Regions from separate parts of the Mus musculus genome. Here regions 2, 3, 4, 5, 6 and 7 are each linked to region 1. A link is a contact called in public ChIA-PET, HiChIP or PLAC-seq, Micro-C and promoter capture Hi-C data. All regions are on one chromosome and are shown on one strand. The core of a region is the stretch at or near the end of the contact, and the rest is flanking DNA. Distances in the headings are between cores, read along the strand shown.

Region 1 (2,784 bases), core at 230-2,729:
GGTTGATGGGATGCCTAAAACAGGAATTGTGGGGGACAGACTCTCAGAACAAACAGCACTAGATTCTGGGGAAGGTTAAAGGACACATTAATTAAAACAGATGCATGCCAGGCGGTGGTGGCACACGCCTTTAATCCCAGCACTTGGGAGGCAGAGGCAGGCGGATTTCCGAGTTCGAGGCCAGCCTGGTCTACAGAGTTCCAGGACAGCCAGGGCTACACAGAGAAACCCTGTCTCAAAAACAAAAACAAAAACAAACAAACAAAAAAACAGATGCCTAACAAATGTGCAAAAGTTAGAGGAGTGAAAATTTGATCTTAGAGGGGAATTGGTCCCTGAGAGTGGGTCTCTTCCAGGACAGACCTGAAAGCCAGGTGTGGGAGCCAGATTGGAGTGGGAGCAGGATGTGGGGCTCTTGAGGGTAAGTTTCTCAGCAGGGGAAAGGGCTTGCACACTGGTCAGAAAGTTTCTGCCTACAAAACTGGGAGTTTCTATAGGCTCCACTTTGCTTAAACAGAGATCACCTGAGAGCTGCATTCAGAAAGTGAGAATGCAAAATCCAATTTGTAGTGTTTCAAACTAAAGCTATGACTTCCTCAAGAGAGTGGGGACTCTTATGAGTCCAAGAATGGCCAGTCCTTAGGTCAAGAGTAAAATCCCTCTGTATTCAGTAATGCACACTTACCGCTCTGTGTATGTGGAGGGAGTATTTTATATTTTATGTGAGGGTGTTTTGCATGCATGCATGCCTATGCTAAGGGGTCATGGAAGCAGAGAATGTTGGCTCCCCTGGAACAGGAGCTGGGAATCAACCTGAGTCCTCTGTACAAGACCTTGTCTATATACACTTTTTACTTTCACAAACTTGTGTCCTCTGAATGAGACCTTCTTTATATAAACCTTTTACTTTCTACATTAATGTGGGCGCATGTGTGAGATTAATGGACTCTGGGCATTAGGCTTGGTGGCAAGCACCTCTACCCATGGAGCCATCTCATCAGCTCATAAAGACTTTGTTCATTTGCAGGGCCTTAAACTCCCAGTCCTTCTGCCTCAGCCTCCCAAACTCCGGGCAATGGACCATTAGGCTGACTCATTATCTTCTGTGTCCCCAGGTGAAAGAGCAGCTGACGTAGTTCCAGAAGAAACTGAAATGCGTGGAGGACGAACTGGACAGGCACTCCGAGGACCTGACAGACTTAAAGAAGACTCTAAAGCAGACGGAGAATAAAGGCTCCCAGGTAAGTGCGCGGCCGCTGGGCCAGGCGGGGCGGGCAGTGAGGGAGGACGAGGAGCCCACAGGGCAAAGGCGGCTAGCTGCACCGACGTCAGCCACCCCCTCCCACCCACCCCCCGCCCGGTGCTGACGTCGCGGCCGGCCCGGGTGACCTCATGGGCCTGACAGCAGGGCCGGGGGGCGGGGAGAGGCGGGGGCGGCCCCGGCGTGGCCAAGGCTGGCGGGCCCGGGCGCGGCCGCCCAGCTGTCGCCGGAGCCCAGCAGAACGATTGAGCTATGGCCGGCCTCAACTCACTGGAGGCAGTGAAGCGCAAGATCCAGGCCCTGCAGCAGCAGGCAGACGACGCAGAGGATCGCGCGCAAGGCCTGCAGCGCGAACTGGATGGCGAGCGCGAGCGGCGCGAGAAAGTGAGAGACCAGGACCCGCGCCGTCCGCGACCCCCGCCCGATCCCACTTTTCGTCCCGCGCGCTTCCGGGCCCGCAGTGCTCCCTGGCGCCCTCTTTTCTTCCCAGCTCCGCATGCTTCTAGCTCCCCCTTCCTCCGTCTCCCCTCCGCCTTGATCATCCATACCCTTGGATCCTGGAGCCCCGTACGCTGGCGGGGCAGGAACTGGGAGGTTGCGGGGGGGACAGTCCTGCGCGGGGCACTCCGGAGTAGTGGGGCAAATACCGCGCTCCCATTGTCTGCGGCTGACCAAGGTGGGGGCGGGGGCGGTGCGCGCTTTTGCTTCTTCGCGCCCGAACTTTCCCGGCACGTCCTTAGGGTGCGGCCGCGACACGTCCGCTGAGGGCGGGGTGGGGACAGGAGAATTTGGACGCTGGCCTGCAGGACACCCACCACCACCACCATCACCCTGTGTCCCCCTAGCCCCAGGTAATATCCACTAGGGGGCCTGCCCGACGCCGGAGCGCCCACTGTATGCGCCTTCCCTGAGAGTTCAGGGACCGGGGTGCATGAATAGTTCGGAAAGAGGAAAGGCCTCCGCGCCTCCTCTTCATCCCTGGGTCAAGCCCGGGGCCAGAGATGGGTCTGGGTTCTAAGCCCAGCTCTGGCACCCACAAAGCGTTCGATTCGTGTCTCCCAAAAGTCTGCTACAGGTGGGTAGAAAGAAAAGACTAGGGAGAGGCATTCCAGACGTTTCCGGGGCAAGGAGAGCCCCTTGCCTGAGTAGTAGGGCGGTGTTTGCTAGCGAAGGAGACTCACAGACAAGGGAAGAAGTGTTGTGTGATTGCCCAGGTCTCCTGAAGCCGTAGTGTGGGAACTCAGGGCGGGGACCCTAGAAACTGAAAGGCTAGGTGGAGTTGGCAGTGCAGGTACCGCCTGGACTCCTCCCAAGACTGCCTGGGCGACAGCCTGGCCTGGGTAGAAGCCTTGAATCCCTCAAGGACCGCTCGGGCTGGAGAAAGCCTCAGAACCGGGCGGAAGCTCTGCACAGTAGCTGTTACGGCTTCTCATACGCCCGTCCCACCCTAGACATCTCCAAAATGGCCTCGAGACTCCAGCCAAGCCAGGAATTTGGCGGCCCAAGGGTGGAGTGCGGGGGAT
Region 2 (2,700 bases), core at 59-2,558, 540 kb before region 1:
TCACAAACGATAAAAGGTTTTAAAATGTGTTCAAAGGCACATGCCTTTAATCCCAGCACTTGGGAAGGAGAGGCAGGCAGGTCTCTGTGAGTTGGAGGACAGCCTGGTCCACAGAGTTCCAGGACAGTCAGGGCAGCAGCAGCAGCAGCAGCATGTCTTGAATAACAACAAAGTTCTTGCAGTGTTTCACACTGTATAACTTGCCACTTGCAGCCTCACATGGGCACTCAGAAAGGCTGTAGGTTTAGGATTGGGGTCCAGCCAATGGTCTAGCCTGGGCTTAGCATGCAGAAGGCCCTGGGTTCAGTACCGACACAGTGACTGACTGCTTGGATTTTGGAGCTCTCTCGAGTTCAGGAGGGTGCAGTGGCTCAGGGGTTAAGATCACCGGTTCGGCTTTTTACCCTCCTTCCACACAGAGGACCACAACCATCTAACAGTTCCAGGGCATCCCATGCCCTCTCCTGGCCTCTGCATGCACTTGGTTCAAAGATATACATGCGGGAGAAAATTAAGAGAGAGGAACCAGAGGGGGTTTAATTGGGTCTTTGTGGTGGAAACAGCTGTCACCTTCTGACTGATCTACTTGGGTCAAGGCTCTTAACAGTCCTAAAGGTTCTGTATTTTCCTAAAATAGCACGGGCGACTGGGAGCCACCGGCTCAAGCACAAGAACCGGGGCAGTTTCACATTCAAATGCAGATGTTCAACTGTCGTGTGGCGGTTGTCTTGAGGAATCCTCTTTCTGCCGCAGACAGCTGTGAGCAGAAGACCTTACAAACTGCCGCATCCGCTGGAGTAACAGAGAAGGGGCGACTGGCCGAGATAGGCGAATGTGGGGAGAGCCGTGCAGGCATGGGGACGTCACAGCCTCTAACTCCCGGCTAGCCTCCTGTCCTTGCCACCTGAGAGCTTACTGACCTTATCACGCTGCAGCTGGCGCACTCTGTGCTTCCGACCGCACCCTGAAAAACGCTCAAGAGTGCTGTGGCACTCCGGTCACCCCAGCACTCCAATCAAGAACGATCAGGAGCGTGAGGCCAGTCGGAGCTACTAGACTCCAGCTTAAAAACTAAATAAAATGCGAGAAACCGGGCCAGCAAGGCGTGTCTCGCCCAGGGAAGCGCCGGGGACTGCCCGCCCACTACCCACCTCAAAGCCCTGCGGAGCACTGCGGTTTCGGGAACCACCCGCTAGCCCGGCCCCGGCGACGCTTCTTTTGTGCAACTGCACATGCGCCACGACCTTGGCTCAAAGTGCTCGGACCCATGGCAGCGCGGCCGTCGCGCAGGCGCACTGGCGTACTGGCCTCTGCCGGGAGCGCCGCCGCCTCCCCACCGCCATGGCAGCACCCGCGCCCAGTCTCATCTCGGTCTTCTCCAGCCCGCAAGAGCTGGGCGCGTCGCTGGCGCAGCTGGTGGCGCAGCGGGCCGCGAGCTGCCTGGAAGGGGACCGTGGCCGCTTCGCGCTTGGTCTGTCAGGCGGCAGCCTGGTCTCCATGCTAGCCCGAGACCTGCCCGCCGCCGCCGCTCCCGCTGGACCAGCCAGCTTTGCGCGCTGGACGCTCGGCTTCTGCGACGAGCGCCTCGTGCCCTTCGACCACGCCGAGAGCACGTACGGCCTCTACCGGGTGAGCGCTGCGGGGGCGCGCACCGTACGGGCTACGGGGGCCGCCGTGGGCCACGCCGAGCTGGCTCAGCCTACCGTGGAAACTCAAGATACAAGGGCCGCCGTGGGCCACGCGGAGTCGGCTCAGTCCGCCGAGGAAGCGCGGGCCACGCCGAACTGGCTCAGCCTGCCTAGGAAACGCAAGGATCTGCTTCAACGCCTACCCGCGGGCTCCGGGCCCCACGGGGTCTTGCTGGATGCGCAGTGATGTCCATCCAAGTGCAGCCTGACGGGCCTCCGTCCCCCGTATCTTCCTAAGGGCCGTACCTTGGCTGTGGGGCCTCGTGGGTCATGGCTGTTTGTGCACTCAGCCTGCCTCTAGTGTCCAGGGTGTGTTGGGTCTCAGTTTTCTTTAACAAGAGCCGTTGGCCATCGCCTCCCAGCAGCCTGGGGTATGATGGCCACAAGGCGCCCTATAGGTTACAGAGGTCCCTGCGTCACACACAGGGAAACTGAGGCATGGAGGATTGAGCTCTGAGCACACTTGGATGACTGCCACCACCTCCTAGGGGAAGCTGGTCCAGTGTCATGGGTCTGAAGCAGGGGAGGAAGGGCCATTACACTTACTTACAGGTGGGGAAACAGAAGATTCATGTCGCCTTGACCCTCATCTAGGGACCTGAAACTGCACCACTTTGAACACGATGCCTGCCCAAGAACTTCACTGAACTGGCTGTGTGTACTAGCACAAGGCTCAGTTGGTAGGGTACTTGTAGCTCAGTTGATATTGTGCTTGCCTAGAATGCTTAAGGTCCAGGCTTCATTTCCAGTGTCATATAAACCAGGAATGATGGTGCACCCCTGTCTTCCCAGCAATGAGGAAGTAGAGGCTGGAGGATCGGGAGTTCAAGGTCATTCCCAGCTACCCAGTTCGAGGCTAGCCTGTGCAACGTGAGACTTATTTTGATGCAGCCCACTCAAGAAAAATAAAGCTAAGACCCCTAAGTAGGCCCCTCTGAGGTGACCTGGTTAACAGCTGGGTCTTTGAAGGAAGCAGGATTTCATCACCAGGAATCTGTTGACACTTTGAGCA
Region 3 (2,843 bases), core at 95-2,594, 590 kb after region 1:
CTCCTGAAATTGGAGTTACAAGCAGTTGTGAGCCACTATGTAGGTGTTTGGAACGGAGGATAGGTCAGCCTGGAAGCAGAGGTCCCATGATCCAGGTTTGCACACATTTGTGAACGGAATCAAGGAATGTCACTCTGAGAGGAGTTAATGGGTAAAGAGCTTGCTCTAAGCAAGCAGGAGGATCCAGACTAGGGGCTGTGACCCCAGCACTACTGTGGAGACAGGTGGACCCATGGCCACTGTATCAAGTGAAGACAATGAGCTACAGGTTCAGTAAGAGATGCTGCCCCCAAAACACAAGGGCTGGGTGATAAAAGATTGTGCCCATCTCTGGTCTCTGTACACACACACACACACACACACACACACACACACACACAGGAGTGAGTTTACCTACACATATGTACACACACGTGCACACACACACATACACACCCAGTGCAAGAATTCAGTCCACATGGCTCTTGAATGGATGCTGCTCACCTACAGCCCATTGCTGTATCAACCTCACAGAATAGACATTCAGAAACTTGTTCCAGAAAGCACCAGAGCCTTGCAAATATCACTATTGAGGTCTTGGGTCAACACAGACATCTAAGCTTGTTTTCCCTCTCTCTCTTTTTGAGACAAGGTCAACACCTAACTGTCATTTTTTTTTTTAAAGATGCAGTCTTTTTTCTTTTTTTTTTTTTAAGTTTTATTTATTTAATGTATTTGAGTACACTACAGTGAAGGTTGTGAGCCTTCATGTGACTGCTGGGAATTGAATTTTAGGACCTCTGCTCGCTCCTGCCAACCCTGCTCGCTCCTGCCCAAAGACTTACTTATGATTATAAATAAGTAAACTGTAGCTGTCTTCAGATGCACCAGAAGAAGGCGTCAGATCTCATTACGAGTGGTTGTGAGCCACCATGTATTTGCTGGGATTTGAACTAAGGACCTTCGGAAGAGCAGTCGGTGCTCTTACCGTTGAGCGTTGAGCCATCTCTCCAGCCCCTAGAGATGCAGTCTTAACTATGTACCCCAGTTTAGGTTAGACCTCTCAGTGGTCTCCTCTCAGACTCCCCGGTACTGAGATCACAAGCGAGCCTGCACACTGAAATGTGAAGTTTATAGAATTAATGCGTTTTGAAATATTCTTCAACTTTGCTTTACTTTCTTTCCCTCCAACAAAACAAATCAAAAAACACTTTAGGCCTTCCAGGTGGCCACAGACCCCCAGGGCACATAAGTTGAGAAAGACCTCCCGCCCCGTCCAGCAAGGCCCTTATGTGGACACTCCCCTATTTGACGCCACGAGTCTCCACCCCCTAGGAGGCGGGGCCCGCGCAAGCGCGACCAGGGCTCAGGCGGAGGCGGGGCAGAAGCGGCTCTGACTTCCAACATGGCGCATGCAGGCAGCGGAGGCTCCGCGGGCCGGGGATTCGGTGGCTCCCGCTGGGGTCGTTCGGGCTCCGGAGGGCACGAGAAGCTGCCGGTGCACGTGAGTGATGTCCTTAGCCTCTTCCTGGGGACTCGGACCCCCGCGGGGATGGCGCCCCGCCGTGCGGCCCCGCCTTGGCCTCCTCTCTGCGCAGCCGGGCCCGGGGACCCCACACCCCTTCCGCGGAATCCTTCGGTCTTCGCGGCAGCCCCTCGGTTTCCCCCTAACAATTCATTTCCGCCGCTCCTCGGACTTCTCAGAGATACAGAGGTCTTTCTCGACATCTCTCAGTCATTCCTGCGATCCCTGTCATCCCCGGGACCCTTCGGTGCACCCCGAAAACCTTCGATCCTCCTAGTTGGCCCGTAGTTTCCCTTTTACGCCCCTCGGTCTTCCAAGGGATTTCGCGTCCTCCTCGAGACCCTTCGGTCGTCCCCGCCGGTCCTCGGTCCAACCCGGAACTCCTCGAGGCCCCTCGGGACTACCCGCAGGCTCTCGGGACTACCCGCAGGCTCTTGGTCCTACCCGCAGGCTCTCGGTCCTTCTAGTCGGACGTCGGCCCTCCCAGTAACACCGCAGTTATCCTCGCGGCCCTCTGCTGCCCCGTGCCACCCCTCTTCTATCCCTGGCCTTCCAGCCATCAGTCACTGCATCGCGCGACCCTGGCCCACCTCTGGCCTTCTTGTTCCCCACAGGTGGAGGACGCTCTCACCTACCTCGACCAGGTGAAGATCCGCTTTGGCAGTGACCCTGCCACCTACAACGGCTTCCTGGAGATCATGAAGGAGTTCAAAAGCCAGAGGTAATCTGCAGGGCCTTGTACACCCAGGAGCTGGGGGCTGAGCCCTCTAACCCCCAAACCAACTACACTGTGTCTCCTCAGCTGTTAATCATGCACAGGATTGGAGGGCCCTGGGAATCTCTTCTAAAACAGTCGCAAGATGAGGTGGTTCTGAGGAACTGATGGGATTCCTGGAAGGGGTGAAGGAATTGGGGAATCGAGGCCTGAACAGGGAGTGTTGGGTGTAGTCTTTATTTAAAATGTTGATTTGGGGGTGGGTAAGATGTCCCAGAGGGTAGCAGTGCCAGCCACCAAGCCTGACCACCCGAGTTTCAGCCCTAGAGAGATGAGAATTAACTCCTACAAGTTGTTGACCTGCCCTTGAGATCTGTGGTACATGCCCAAATACAGAAAATAAATGGGGTACAGATTTTGATTGTTTGGGGAAGCATTTTTTGTTAATACTGCAGGAAAATATTACTTATGATCTCTTAGCTCTTGTCCCTACGATGCTTTTCAATAGCACTTACTAATCTGGAACCAGTGTGGTATGAACAGGAACTGTTTTGTAGACACAGAGCAGTTAGGCGTATTGGGTTGTTTCTGAGTTAATGTCCGTGTCTTCTAGAATCTTCTGGG
Region 4 (3,052 bases), core at 259-2,758, 580 kb before region 1:
TTGCAGAGGACATGGGATCGGGTCCCAGCACCTCATGATTCTGAACTGTCTGCTGCTGCAGTTTCCAAGGAATCTGTAGTCTCTGACCTCTGTAGGCACTGCACACACAGACACCACACACACCTCTCCTCCCAAGGTTTGGGAGATGAAAGCAAGATCAGACGTTCAATGTCAGCCTTGGCTACAAGGCAACTCCCAGGCCAGTTGGGCCTACAAGATAAGTAGTAATAATGATACATAATGAGCATTAACAGAGAACCCTCTGTTCACTCTAAGCACCAACTCTTGTATATATAATGATCTACTCACCACTCTTCAATTATGGGGAAACTAAAGCACAGAGTAAGAGAAACATATCCAAGAGAAAGTGTTGGGGCAACTGCCTGAACTCAGGCTACTGGTCCAGAGATCTGTGTGCACCCTGCCCCAGGTCCCTTGTCCCCCCATCACACACTACCTGCTAAGTAGACGGAGACCCCACAGCAGAACAGGCCAAGCGCTGAGTGCCTGAGGAGGCGGCAGTCATACAGAAACCAGTCCGACCTGGGGTGGGGGTGGGGGGGCAGGAAGGGGGACAGTGACCCAGTGACACCAGAAACCAAAGTTTAGAGTCTCAGCCCTCCACCTGCCTACCTACCTAGCCAGTCATCCAGCTGTAACATCACCGCATGTACCCCTACCCCCATCTATCCACGCACCCACCACTCATTTGCTTGAATCTACCAATTTCCAACCAGCACCAGACTTCCTTACACAGTGGAGGGTCAAAGTTGGGACAAGGGTGTGGTTGACTCAACGAGAGCATCTCATCGCATCCCCACTGTTCCAAGTAGAGTCCCTACACCTGCACCACCGAGCTCAGAGTCTTGAGCAGGTGACCAGGCTGCGGCTTGCTGCGTATCCACAACTGTCAGTCCCGCCCTTCCTGAACCCCGCTTCAGAGAGGAAAGCCTCGAGGTTGGGGTGCAGCTCCGATGACTGACATGTGTCCCCCGCCCCCATACACGGGAAGCACCAGCGCAGGAAGAAGGGGGCGCGCTGAGGCCCTGTTAGTATCACCCCGAGAAACCGGTGTGCTCTCGGAGTCTCAGTTTCCCTCTCTGTAGGTAGAGGCGGTGGTATCCTACCTGCCCGGCCCCGGCCCGCGTGCCAACTCGGCGCCCAGGTGACCACAGAGCGCGGCGAGCAGCAAGCAGCTAAGCCCGAGGACCTGTGCCAGCGCGGCCAGCGCGGTCGCCAGCGGCAGCAATGCCCCAGCCGCAGCTTCAGGTAGCCCGGCATCGGGGTCCAGCTCCGGGTGCAGCCCGTCGGTGCGTACGCGCCGAAGCTCCGCGCGCCCTGCCTGGAGCTGGAACAGCAGCTGCGCAGCCAGCGCGACCAGCACCGCGGCCGGGATGCCCAGTAGGGTCATCGCGGCCAGTACCCGACCTCCGTAGGAACGGCCCATGGCGCGGGCCTTGGATGGAGGGAGGCGGCAGTAGGCGTTCGGGAGTCCTGGGGTATGGACGCCACCGGGGCTCGAGTGCTGGTACCAGATAGGTCGTGGAAAATGAGCAAAAACTTGGGAGAAAGTGTTCTTTTACTGCGCGTCGGCCGAGGGCGCCTCCCCCGGGTGTGCTGGGGAAGGAGGAACTGGGGTTTTGTGGGGTTGGTCTGGGAGGGGCCATGCTAGGAGATCCCGAGGGGGCTCCACCCCTGTAGAGGGGTGGAGCCTAGCCCCTAGGTGAACCGGGAGACGAGGGGCGGGGTTGAACAAGCAAAATTTAAGAGGGGCGTGGTCTATGTGATGAGTGGGAAGGGGCGTGGCTAAGGCGGAGCTTAAGAAGGCTCCTGAAGGGCGGACTTAAGAGGACGGGCCTCAGGGACATCCCAACATCGGGGTCTGAGTCCTGTGGACGATGATGGGTGGGGTCCCCAGGGTGAAGGGACCAGAAAGGGAGTCTTGCAAGGCAGAGGTAGGAGGGCTCTAGTTCTGACAGGTGTTGGGGAGGAGAGGTGGGGTTTGGTTGAGCGGAGAACGCAGGTGGGTTGTGGTCTTGGGTCGGGGCCTGGAAATAGACTTGTCTGGGAGGGGGCGTGAATTGCCCCGCCGTTTGGATGGGTGGGGCGGTGTTTGGAGAGTCGGAGAAGTAGGCAGAGCCCAGGAGATAGAGGCGGGCAAACTGTGAGTACGGGGAAGTGGGGCCCAACTTGGTCTCCATAGCTAGTTCTAGGCCAGTCAGGGCTACCTATAGAGACTCTGTCTTTAAAAAAAAAAAAAAATTGTGGGAGGGCAACCGAGGAGATGTCAGGAGATGAAGCTCTGAGTCTTGCTTGGACTCAGGCAGGGTCACAAAGCCCAAGGATGGAGATCTTGATTCACAGAGTGCCTGACCCTGGAAACTGCACCTATGGCATAGACAGGCATTTTCCTGTCGCCCTGAGGACCAAGCTTCTAGTAGCTGTTTATTAAAATATCACCATCATCATCATCATTTGTTTTAGGTGTATGAGTGTGTTGCCTACATGTATGTATGTCTGTGCATGTCAGGTATCTGTGGAAGTCATAGGAGGGCTTCTAGGCTCCTGGAACTGGAGTTACAGATGGTTACTAGCCACTGTGTGGATGCTGAGAACTGAAACTCTACCCTTTGCAAGAGCAGAAATGCTGGTGCTCTTATCCACTGAGCCATCTTCTCAATGTGTATATATCTGAACAAATCAGGCACAATAACACAGGCCTGCCGTCACTGTCATCAATTCAGAGGGTGAGGCAATGGGAATGTGGACACTTGGAAGAAAGTAGGGACTACAAGACACTGTCTTTAGAAGTAAACAGAGGGGCTGGAGAGATGACTCGGTGGTCTGTTCCCAGAATCCTTATCAGGTGGTTTGCAACTGCTTGCAACTCCAGGGCCAGGGGATTCCACACCCTCTTCCTGCTTCTGGCCTCACCCTCACTCAGATATGCATATGCTGCTGAAAATATAATCAAAATAAAAATTAGGCTGGGTGGTGGTGATGCACCTCTTTAATCCCAGCACTTGGGAGGCAGAGGCAGGTGGATTTCTGA
Region 5 (2,773 bases), core at 64-2,563, 600 kb before region 1:
ACTTCCACTCCCCAAGCTTTATTCCTTCATCCCTGGCACTCTGTCTGTCTCTGGGAAGAAACCAAACTTCCAAGCAGTGGGCTCATGACCCTGCCACCCCTTCATGTGGGTCAGCACCTCTCCCCAAGTCCCAACCTGGAGGCCTAAGCTATTCCCTCCCAGCTCCACTGGACCTCCCCCTCCCCCTGCCCCCCTCTCACTCTCAAGCTCCTTGATGCGGGCCTGCTGCTCCAGGGCTTGAGACACCTTCTTCTCCAGGGACTCCTGAAGGGTCACCTGATCAGAAAAGCGGCACAAACATGGGTTGGCTGTTGTCCTGGCCCCTAGGAAACTTCCAGGCAAAGGCATCTGAGACCTTCTCAAGCAAAGCCCCTTTCAGGTTCCCCTCCAACACTCTCCGTATCCACCCAGTCCTACCAAGGTGTAATCTCCAAAACGGCAATTTTAAGTGCCCACATAGGAGTTTGAAAACTCTTCGTAGTTAACCCCTAGTAGAAAGTTCCAGATATTCTCCTACACAAACACACAGCAGAACCGGGCTTCCCAGACAAGGTCTCTCAGAGACATATTAAAAGTTTCAATAATTTGCTAGGTGTGGTGGCTCATGTTTTTAATACTAGCACTTGAAAGGCAGCATTTGAGGCCAGCCTGGTCTACAGAGTGACTTTTAGGACAGCCGGAGCAATTTAGGAGACCCTGTTTCAAAAAATTCAATCAGGGCTGAGTGATATCCCAGTGAAGCCAAATGCTGGTCCCTAAGTCAGGTTCGAGCTCTCCAACTCAAGCACTCTACACAAAGTTTGGAGAGTCACCAAAGGAAGGGAGGATACTGAGGCCCCTGATTGCAGAGCTGTAGGGAGTTCTAAGGTCTCCCAGGATTTCAGTCTTTAGTAGCTGGCCTTCGAGGTGGGGGTGGGGGACTTGCTTGGCTGTTTCAAAGCCACTGGAGGGGACGGATTCCAGGCTTACCACGGTCAGGTTGCAGGAGTTTGCCTGTGTCTCGGCCTGCAGCAGACTGTCCTGGGTGCGGGTGAGCTGGCGCTGCAACAGGTGCGTGGTGTTCCGGCACTCAGCCTGCGCTCGCAACCCGTCTCTACAGGCCACGCTGTTCGCTGTGACGGCGAAGTAGATTGTCAGGATGACTAAGGTAACCCCGAACAGGACCACCAAGATCGCGGCCCCCAGCCACTGCCGGTGGCTGCCCCATCCTTGCTTCCCCCCCATCTCATCCATGGGCACGGGCAGATAGTGATAGAAAGAGGGCGCCATGTGATCCGTCGATCCTAGAGGGCTCAGGAACCCTTTCCAGGCCACGCCCTTATTAGCATAACCCCGCCCCACCACTGCTTCTAGCAAATAGCAACTTCAGGAGTCCAACGCAATTCTAGAGCCGCCGGGTTGCAAACTGCTAGTGGAGAAACTGCAGCCTTTCAGTTTCATTTTCCTGGAATGCCCCTAGAAGCAAGAGAAACTTCTGGAATTCAACTCAAATTCTTGGCCTTCGCTGGCCAGTCACCTGGTGCCTGTGGGCTTGGGACTCGACTTAACAGTGGCTGTCCGCCGGGCGGTGGTGGCGCACGCCTTTAACCCCAGCACTTGGGAGGCAGAGACAGGCCGGTTGTCGGTTTGGTCTCCTAGAAGGGGAACTAAGACTTCAAGGTTCAGTTGTGGACTGAAGACCAAAGGCCAAGGTTTGAGGTCAGGGGTCTCCATTCACGAAAGGATCGTGGGAGCTATTGAGAATCTGTATATTGAGAATAGTGGCTACAGAGCAGCGGGCAGGAAACCAAGCCTGGCCAGGTAGCAAAGTGTGCCTCCCAGCTCTTGTCCTGGCATCAGGAGCAACCTGGCGGGGAAAACCTGCCTGCGGGAAAACCTCTGTGAACGGGGTAAAAAAGGAGTGTTTCAGTGAGCACCAGGCACTCAGAGAGGGCTTGGCCTGGCTTTGGGCAAAAGTGACATGAAGCATGACCTGGAGTTAGCATAGGGGTTGTCCTTGATTTCCTATCCTTCTGTCTCTGCCTCCCGAGTGCTGGGATGGCAGGTGTGCTCCACTACTCTGGAATCCTCCCTGGCTCCGCTGAATGTCCTGAATGGTACCCACCTCAAAACACTATGGAGTCTTTACTGAGGACACATAGGGCAGACCACATTCAGTCAAGGGGTTCTCTTCAGGACTGAAACTGTGTGGCCAAAGCACTAGTATATGGAGAGATTACGTTTTCTGTCCTTGTGAAGACCAGTTTGCATAGGAGGACTCGGTGTTGTGTTTTATAAAAAGAAAAAGAAGCCAGGGATATGTTTGATGGGGGTGTGGTATGGTGTGGGGGAAGAGGGTGCTTCTGCAGGCCCAGGCTGAGGCCCCCAGGGTACCAGTCACACAATGGGATGTAGAGTATAGAATAGAGTTTATTTAGGGCATGGGGAGGGGAGTTGAGGGCCTAGTAGAGACAGAGAAAGGCAGAGAGAGAGAGAGAGTAGAGGAGTAGAGGCTAGCCGGGAACAGGTAGAGAGAGAGGTGGGAGGGGAATGGGGAGAGAGGAGGAAGAGGGTAAAGGGAGCAAGATCTAGAAGAGGAGAAAAGAGAGGAAGAGGCAAGCAGCCCCTTTTATAGTGAGTCAGGCACACCTGGCTGTTGCCAGGTAACTGTGGGGCGGAGCCTAGATGAAATGCCAATGTTATGCCCAGTTCTCAGGAACCCCAGAACAACATCAGGAATTTCGAGTTTGATGCAAGAACAAAGAGAGTCTTTATTGTTATATGATTGCAAGCC
Region 6 (2,940 bases), core at 302-2,801, 670 kb before region 1:
CAATACTGAAGAGAGCATGGGGGAGGGGGGCTTCCAGAAGGAGAAAACATTAAAGCAAGAGCCCATTGCAAGGAGACCCTTGCCCCACCAGCTGGAGTTTATCATTTATTCACAAATCCGTATCTTTATGTACAAATTCATCCACACACTGATTTATGCAAGCATGGATGCAAGCTGGTTTGCATGCTTACTTTTGAGAAAGAAACTCATGTAGCCCAGGCTGGCTTGGAAATCCTCATGCTGCCCAGACTGACCTTGCTCTGCCTTCCACCTCCGGAGTTGTAGCAGGTTGAGCATACAGGTGTTCCTAAGACCAAAGGGAACCTCGAACTCCCACAGTCCTCCTGCCTCTACCTTCCCAAGTGTTGGGGTGACAGATGTGCATCAACATGATGCCATTGGTTTGTTTTTGAAACAAGGTCTCATTCTGTCGTCCTGGGCTGTACACTGGTCTCAAACTCCTTGCAATCCTCCTGCCTCCACCTCTGCCAGTACTAGAATGACTAGTGTGAACCCCGATCACTGCCAACCTTTTACACGGGGTTTCATTCTGTAGTCCATGCTGGCCTCAACCTTGTGCCCAAGCTCCTGGGTGGTGAGATGACAGCCCATAAAGCCTGGCTCTTATTCTAAAATGTCAAAGTTCTTAGCTCAGGCCTCTAGTGTTAATCTGACTAGTGACGAATGAGGCGGGGGAAGGATGTTGGCCACTAGAACTCGGGTTGTATCCGGCTCCAGGTTCAGAAGAGAGCTAGAGCTGACTTGCACAGTATCGAGAACTGATGGAGGTTGCTGCCCTCAGCATCCTGTGTTCAAAGGGTACACAACCCTAGTGGCAGCCAGGAAGATAAAGGCAGAACCTGACTGGGGGCTCTGGGCCTCCATCCGGTTCCCTTGGCCACCCCCCCCGGTGTCCATGACAACCACAGGCGGTTACATAACTCCAGGGGATACCGGAGCAGCACACCCCCATTGTCTGAGGCATAGGGATGGGGCCAGCTTCGTTTTTCCATCACGGCCTGGGCGCCGCTGGAGTGATGGTCATTAAATACCCCGCTCGTGATAGCCCCGGATGCACTTGAGGGGAAAGCAGGCCTTGCTCCTCATTTCTAAGGCTGTGGAACCCCGACTGTGGCGGCTTCTCTAAAGCGCAGCGCCAGTCCTGTTTCCCAGCCCGACCCGCTTTTCCCTGGAGTTCGTCACCCCCGCGGTGGGGTCAAGGCTACCGGGGTTCCGCAGCATCCTAGCAGTACGAATGCGGAGCTTGGCGGTTATCCACCCCCGGCAGCGACACCCCCCACCCCTCAGTGGAGGCCTGGCAGCCTGGTGACTCCTCTCTCGGGGAACAGAGCCAGCTCACCTGAGGTCATCGAGGGGCCCGGGGCCCGAGGCAGGACGCAGGGGTCCCGGGCGGAGAAGCCAGCGTCCACCTGCAGGTGCCGCTTACATGGTGGTGCGGGGTTGGCCGCATTAGCGCGGACAGGCGCGGGCCCGGACGGTCAACGCAGGGGCATCCCGCAGCCGCGTAGCAAACCGGCCCTGTAAGTCCCACCCAGCGTGGGCGGGGCCTGGAGCAGATGGGCAGGCATCTCGGCCTATGGCAGCGGCGAGCCGTCTGGCCTAGATAACCGTCCAACCAGAGGCTTCTCTTCCCAGGATCAGCGCGCGGTCTGCAAGCAGCAGCCCCACCCCTGTGAAGAGTTTGGGGGGAATGAGGGAGGGATGGGCTAGAGCCTGGACCGAGAAGGGCTTGCAGTCGAGGGACAGCGAGTAGCTTGGGGGTGTGGTGGATGTGCTCTGTCTGGGACAGGGTCTCCTCAGCCAGCTTCTGCCTCCCGCAAGGCGGTATGCCCTCTGTCTCTTGACCTTCTCGTTCTGCACACTTCCAAATCTCTACACTTTCAGGTCGGGAAACAGACAAAACATCAAGGCAGGCATTTGAACCAGAGGCTGTGTCAGAAGTGTCAGAGCTGCTGCAGAACTAGCGAATGGGAATTGCATCCTAGTGATGGGGTCTCTGCTACACCAAGACTGAGCCCCAGGCTAACCTTCCCACCCTGGCGCGCTGTTCGCTCATGGGCTCAAGGTGCAGCCCAAACACTTGTCGCCATCCCTTCTACACACCTTCTACATACAATAAGTACTCAACACATCGCCTCAATTATTTGTAGGCACAACTAGCCATTTTACCATTTAGTTCATGGTAAGGACCATGAACTTCAGAAATGCTGGTGTGTACGGCTTCCTGTGGCTGCTGGCACGGCTGTCTGGACATCTTCTTTAAACAGTGGAGAGCTATGGAAGGTGTGTGAACAGGAGTCCAGATCTGAGCTGCGGGAAGAAAATTCCCCCAGGCCAGCCTGAAGGATTAAACTAACCAGAGCAAATTCACAACGCACGAGTTTTCGAGATTATGAAGAGCTGGAACTCAAGGACATCCGGGCCGCGCGCCAAGAGAAGTCTTGGCTGCGGGCGCCAAGAAGCTGCCAGCCCGCTGCGTGCCAGCTGCCCGTCTTCAATGAGGGCGGGTGAAAAGGCCAGCAGCCAGTTCTCCAGACTGCTGCCAGAGTCGTCACCACCACTCTGGGGCGCCCTCTACCAGTGGCCGAGGCGAAGAACTACAACTCCCAGAAGGCCAGGGGGACAGAATGTCATACGCACACGCAGGAGTTTACATTCGTTCGCCCTCTCCTGGTCATTTTGGAGAACTACATGCCACTGAGGACAGACATCCCCCAACCCCCACCCCACTATCGTCACCTGCAGGTGTGGAACTACAGCTCCCGGAAGGCCCCGCGGCAACAAGAACTACATTTCCCAGAAGGCATTGTCAAGGAGCCCAGAGTGTAGGAACTGGCATTGACCCGGACGACCGGACCATTGACCCGCCGCTGGATATGGCTTTCCTAGCCCGGTGCTTTGGGTGCCAGGCCTGCAGAT
Region 7 (2,944 bases), core at 119-2,618, 760 kb before region 1:
TTAAAACCTGCCTGGGAGAGCAGTGGCCACGCAGATCCCCTCCCTAGGGAGGCAGACTGAGTTTAGGGCCAGCCTGGTATACACAGAAAATTATAGGCCAGACAGGGCCACATAGTGGGACCTTGACTCCATCTTCCAAAAATAGCACAAGAAAGGCTTGTCAGGCGGCTCAGTTGGTAAAGACACTTGCCACAAAGCCTGACAGCCTGAGTTCCACCCCAGAGCATGAGCAAAATAAGCAGTAAGAGTTAGGGACAAAAAAGCCAATCAAAAACTATATTTAGCCAGGCACTGGTGGCGCACGCCTTTAATCCCAGCACTTGGGAGGCAGAGGCAGGTAGATTTCTGAGTTCAAGGCCAGCCTGGTCTACAGCGTGAGTTCCAGGACAGCCAGGGCTATACAGAGAAACCCTGTCTCAAACAAACAAACAAAAAACAACAACAAAAACAAAATTAAAAACTAATAAATATATTTGGGCCGGGAGTAGTGGTGCATGCCTTTAATCCCAGCACTTGAGAGGCAGAGGAAGGCAGATTTCTGAGTTTAAGGTCAGCCTGGTCTACAAAGTGAGGACAGCCAGGGCTACACAGAGAAACCCTGTCTCGAAAAACCAAAAAAAAATATATATACATATATATGTGTGTGTGTGTGTATATAAATATAGATAGATAGGCTGGAAAGATGGCTCAGTGGATAAGAGCACCGACTGTTCTTCCGGAGGTCATCAGTTAAATCCCAGCAACCACATGATGGCTCACAACCATCTGTACAGCTACAATATTCTCATATACATGAAATAAATCTTTAAAAATAAATATATTAACTGTAATGGTAACTTCAGGGAGTCTGACATGCACACACACATAGTTAGCATAATAAACGTCACTTCTTAGGGTCTAGGGAGATGACTCAGTGTAAGAGTGTGACTCAAGTATGCAGATCTAGGTTCCAACCCCTAGTACTCTTGTAAAATGGCAGAGGTGGGGAGCAGGAACCTATCAACCCAGTGCTAGGAGGGAGATACAAGCAGATCTACCTGGAGCCCGCTGGCCAGCCAGAATACCTAAACAGGGACCATCAGGTTTCGGAGAAACTGTCAAAAAAAAAAAAGTAGGGCTGTACGACACTCAACGACCTGTATTGGTCTCTGAGTATGTACAAGGTCACACACACACAAAAATAATACAATTGCTAAAGAAAAAAATAAATTGGTAAACAAAAAAAAAAAAGCAGAAAGAAAAGAAAAAAAAAAAACTACCTTATTTTCCCAATAGACTGGGGTAAATGAATAGGCCAAACAGCATAGTGAAGGGCTGATTCCAACCCAGAGAGGAACACGCGCCGCAGGCTCCGCCCACCCTGAGAGCCCCGCCCTAGCGGCCGAGCGCCCGTGCCAACGGCTCCACCCGCAGTTCCTGCACAGCTGCGTTCCCGGCGGCAGGGCCAGACGGGGCTCTGGGACAGGTGACACCGAGTGGGATCCTCGGATAACCACAGGCGGGCGGGGGCTGGAAGCTTTGTGGGCCGTAACCCCGCGAGGCAAGAGGCGAAGGGGTCGTCTCGACTCGGACCCCAGTCGCCCTCCGCTGCTTTGCGCTCTTCCGGTTTCAAGAATGGGGCGGGGCCCGCGCTGCACCGCCAGCCACTCTCGAGCATGACGCCGCGGTGACGTCGCGGCGCCTCGTCAGTGCCCCTTTCCGGGATCCGCACTCTGGGTTGCGCGGCCAGCCAACCGCGCTCGCGTATGCAAATACATGCAGGTCCCGCCTCCAGGCGCGGCCGGCGGGGTCCTCTGGCCAGGCTCTCAGGCCCGGAAGCCACTTGCAATTCGCGCCCTGCCGCCAGGGGGCGCCAGAGAGCTGCAGCCCCACGCATGCCTGCCCCGGAGCGTCCGCGCTCCAGACGGCCGCAGAGCCAGCCCGGGCCGGGAGAGCTCTGCGTGAGGCCCCGGAAGATCGTGTTTGCGGATGAGCTGCGCCCCCGGGAGCCACTGCACCCTGAGAAGCATCCCAGAGATCTGGGACCCCGCCTCAACCCAGTACCTGACTACGAGCTGTGAGTGCCCACTCGTTGTAAGACCAGGTCTGGTCGTCTAGTCCAAGATAGCCCCTACCTTAGTCTCCTGAATTCATCATACCCACGTTCCCTCAGAGCTTCTTAATGCCTGGGAAACAGAAAGGGGCATTGAGGCTGGGGTTTTGATGGGCGAATAAGAGTTTATGAAATTAGGAAACGGAATTGGTGGTAGAAGGCATTTTGATTTGGTGGTCAGCACTGGCAAAGGAAAGCCAATTGCCGGGCCTAGCAGTGGTGACACACGCCTGTAATCCCAGCACTTGGGAGGCAGAGGCAGGCGGATTTCTGAGTTCGAGGCCAGCCTAGTCTATAGAGTAAGTTCCAGGACAGCCAGGGCTACACAGAGAAACCCTGTCTCAAAAAAACCAAAAGAAAAGAAGAAGAAAAGCCAATTGCCATGATGGGTGGAAAGACAGATTTCCCTCTACTTATACACTGACTGACCCCTTCCAACCTGGTAGTAAGTACCCACCAGTGACCAACAGAAGGGACCGGAGCCGCTATGCCGCAGTGTTCCAGGACCAGTATGGCGAGTTCTCGGAGCTCCAGCGGGAGGTGGGGGCCACACAGGCTAAGCTCCAGCAACTGGAGGCCCTGCTGCTGTCGCTGCCCCCGCCACGAAGCCAGGTCAGCCCAGGAACTCCTGTGCCCCAGCTTCCTGCGGCTGTGCAGCTTCTACTGGGTGGCATGCTGTCAGGGTCATGGTGGCCCTTCTGAGCCCCTTCCCACCTTGCCCTTTCAGAAGGAGGCTCGCATGGCAGCTCATGTCAGGAGAGAGTTTGAGAAGAAGCGAGGGGTGAGTGGAGACTCCTGGGGTCACAGATTGGGCTGTGTGTGTGTGGTGCTGTCTTGAGACTGGGACCATGT

What was found. Promoter capture Hi-C pulls out the DNA fragments that hold promoters and counts their contacts. Hi-C and Micro-C count contacts between places; a contact is called where the count stands out from the background. ChIA-PET counts read pairs in DNA pulled down with a chosen protein or histone mark. HiChIP or PLAC-seq counts read pairs in DNA pulled down with a chosen protein or histone mark.
Region 2: an H3K27ac HiChIP or PLAC-seq map of extraembryonic endoderm stem cells shows a contact between it and region 1, with 2.7 times the contacts expected there. The contact joins the promoter of Pgls here to the promoter of Tpm4 in region 1. A contact is called at or near these places in 5 of 39 promoter capture datasets (the 3T3-L1 cell line, the C10 cell line, the HPC-7 cell line and 2 more) and 4 of 115 datasets of contacts at active chromatin or transcription factors (bone marrow-derived dendritic cells, extraembryonic endoderm stem cells, large pre-B cells and 1 more).
Region 3: a contact with region 1 is called in an RNA polymerase II ChIA-PET map of memory CD8 T cells, with 8 read pairs. The contact joins the promoter of Sin3b here to the promoter of Tpm4 in region 1. A contact is called at or near these places in 2 of 39 promoter capture datasets (cranial neural crest and pre-B cells), 1 of 115 datasets of contacts at active chromatin or transcription factors (memory CD8 T cells) and 1 of 9 other capture datasets (adipose tissue).
Region 4: a contact with region 1 is called in a promoter capture Hi-C map of liver, with 3 times the contacts expected there. The contact joins the promoter of Tmem221 here to the promoter of Tpm4 in region 1. A contact is called at or near these places in 6 of 39 promoter capture datasets (the 3T3-L1 cell line, 3T3-L1-derived adipocytes, the C10 cell line and 3 more), 6 of 115 datasets of contacts at active chromatin or transcription factors (the NIH/3T3 cell line, astrocytes, embryonic stem cells and 3 more) and 1 of 9 other capture datasets (adipose tissue).
Region 5: a contact with region 1 is called in a promoter capture Hi-C map of pre-B cells, with 2.5 times the contacts expected there. The contact joins the promoter of Bst2 here to the promoter of Tpm4 in region 1. A contact is called at or near these places in 5 of 39 promoter capture datasets (the 3T3-L1 cell line, 3T3-L1-derived adipocytes, liver and 1 more), 6 of 115 datasets of contacts at active chromatin or transcription factors (astrocytes, embryonic stem cells, extraembryonic endoderm stem cells and 3 more) and 2 of 9 other capture datasets (adipose tissue and pancreatic islet).
Region 6: a contact with region 1 is called in a Micro-C map of embryonic stem cells, with 4 times the contacts expected there. The contact joins the promoter of Abhd8 here to the promoter of Tpm4 in region 1. A contact is called at or near these places in 1 of 39 promoter capture datasets (neural stem cells), 1 of 484 Hi-C or Micro-C datasets (embryonic stem cells) and 6 of 115 datasets of contacts at active chromatin or transcription factors (astrocytes, bone marrow-derived dendritic cells, bone marrow-derived macrophages and 3 more).
Region 7: an RNA polymerase II ChIA-PET map of memory CD8 T cells shows a contact between it and region 1, with 31 read pairs. The contact joins the promoter of Ocel1 here to the promoter of Tpm4 in region 1. A contact is called at or near these places in 2 of 484 Hi-C or Micro-C datasets (nephron progenitors and uterus), 3 of 115 datasets of contacts at active chromatin or transcription factors (embryonic forebrain, memory CD8 T cells and microglia) and 1 of 9 other capture datasets (adipose tissue).

Annotation. Positions count from the first base shown.
Region 1 is chr8:72,133,809-72,136,592 of GRCm38.p6, forward strand. It overlaps Tpm4 (tropomyosin 4), which reads left to right and starts at 1,480. Exons shown (of 8, transcript NM_001001491.2): 1 at 1,480-1,645. The coding sequence starts at 1,514.
Region 2 is chr8:71,590,876-71,593,575 of GRCm38.p6, forward strand. It overlaps Pgls (6-phosphogluconolactonase), which reads left to right and starts at 1,309. Exons shown (of 5, transcript NM_025396.3): 1 at 1,309-1,629. The coding sequence starts at 1,342.
Region 3 is chr8:72,721,926-72,724,768 of GRCm38.p6, forward strand. Sin3b (transcriptional regulator, SIN3B (yeast)) reads left to right here and starts at 1,345. Exons shown (of 19, transcript NM_009188.4): 1 at 1,345-1,483; 2 at 2,119-2,225. The coding sequence starts at 1,385.
Region 4 is chr8:71,557,363-71,560,414 of GRCm38.p6, forward strand. Tmem221 (transmembrane protein 221) reads right to left here and starts at 1,509. Exons shown (of 4, transcript NM_001100462.1): 1 at 1,128-1,509; 2 at 458-543. The coding sequence starts at 1,447.
Region 5 is chr8:71,536,159-71,538,931 of GRCm38.p6, forward strand. It overlaps Bst2 (bone marrow stromal cell antigen 2), which reads right to left and starts at 1,314. Exons shown (of 5, transcript NM_198095.3): 1 at 970-1,314; 2 at 201-276. The coding sequence starts at 1,269.
Region 6 is chr8:71,462,106-71,465,045 of GRCm38.p6, forward strand. Abhd8 (abhydrolase domain containing 8) reads right to left here and starts at 1,552. Exons shown (of 5, transcript NM_022419.3): 1 at 1,361-1,552. The coding sequence starts at 1,370. It overlaps Mrpl34 (mitochondrial ribosomal protein L34), which reads left to right and starts at 2,821. Exons shown (of 2, transcript NM_053162.2): 1 at 2,821-2,940. The coding sequence starts at 2,898.
Region 7 is chr8:71,369,930-71,372,873 of GRCm38.p6, forward strand. It overlaps Ocel1 (occludin/ELL domain containing 1), which reads left to right and starts at 1,369. Exons shown (of 4, transcript NM_029865.2): 1 at 1,369-2,056; 2 at 2,539-2,704; 3 at 2,820-2,873. The coding sequence starts at 1,746.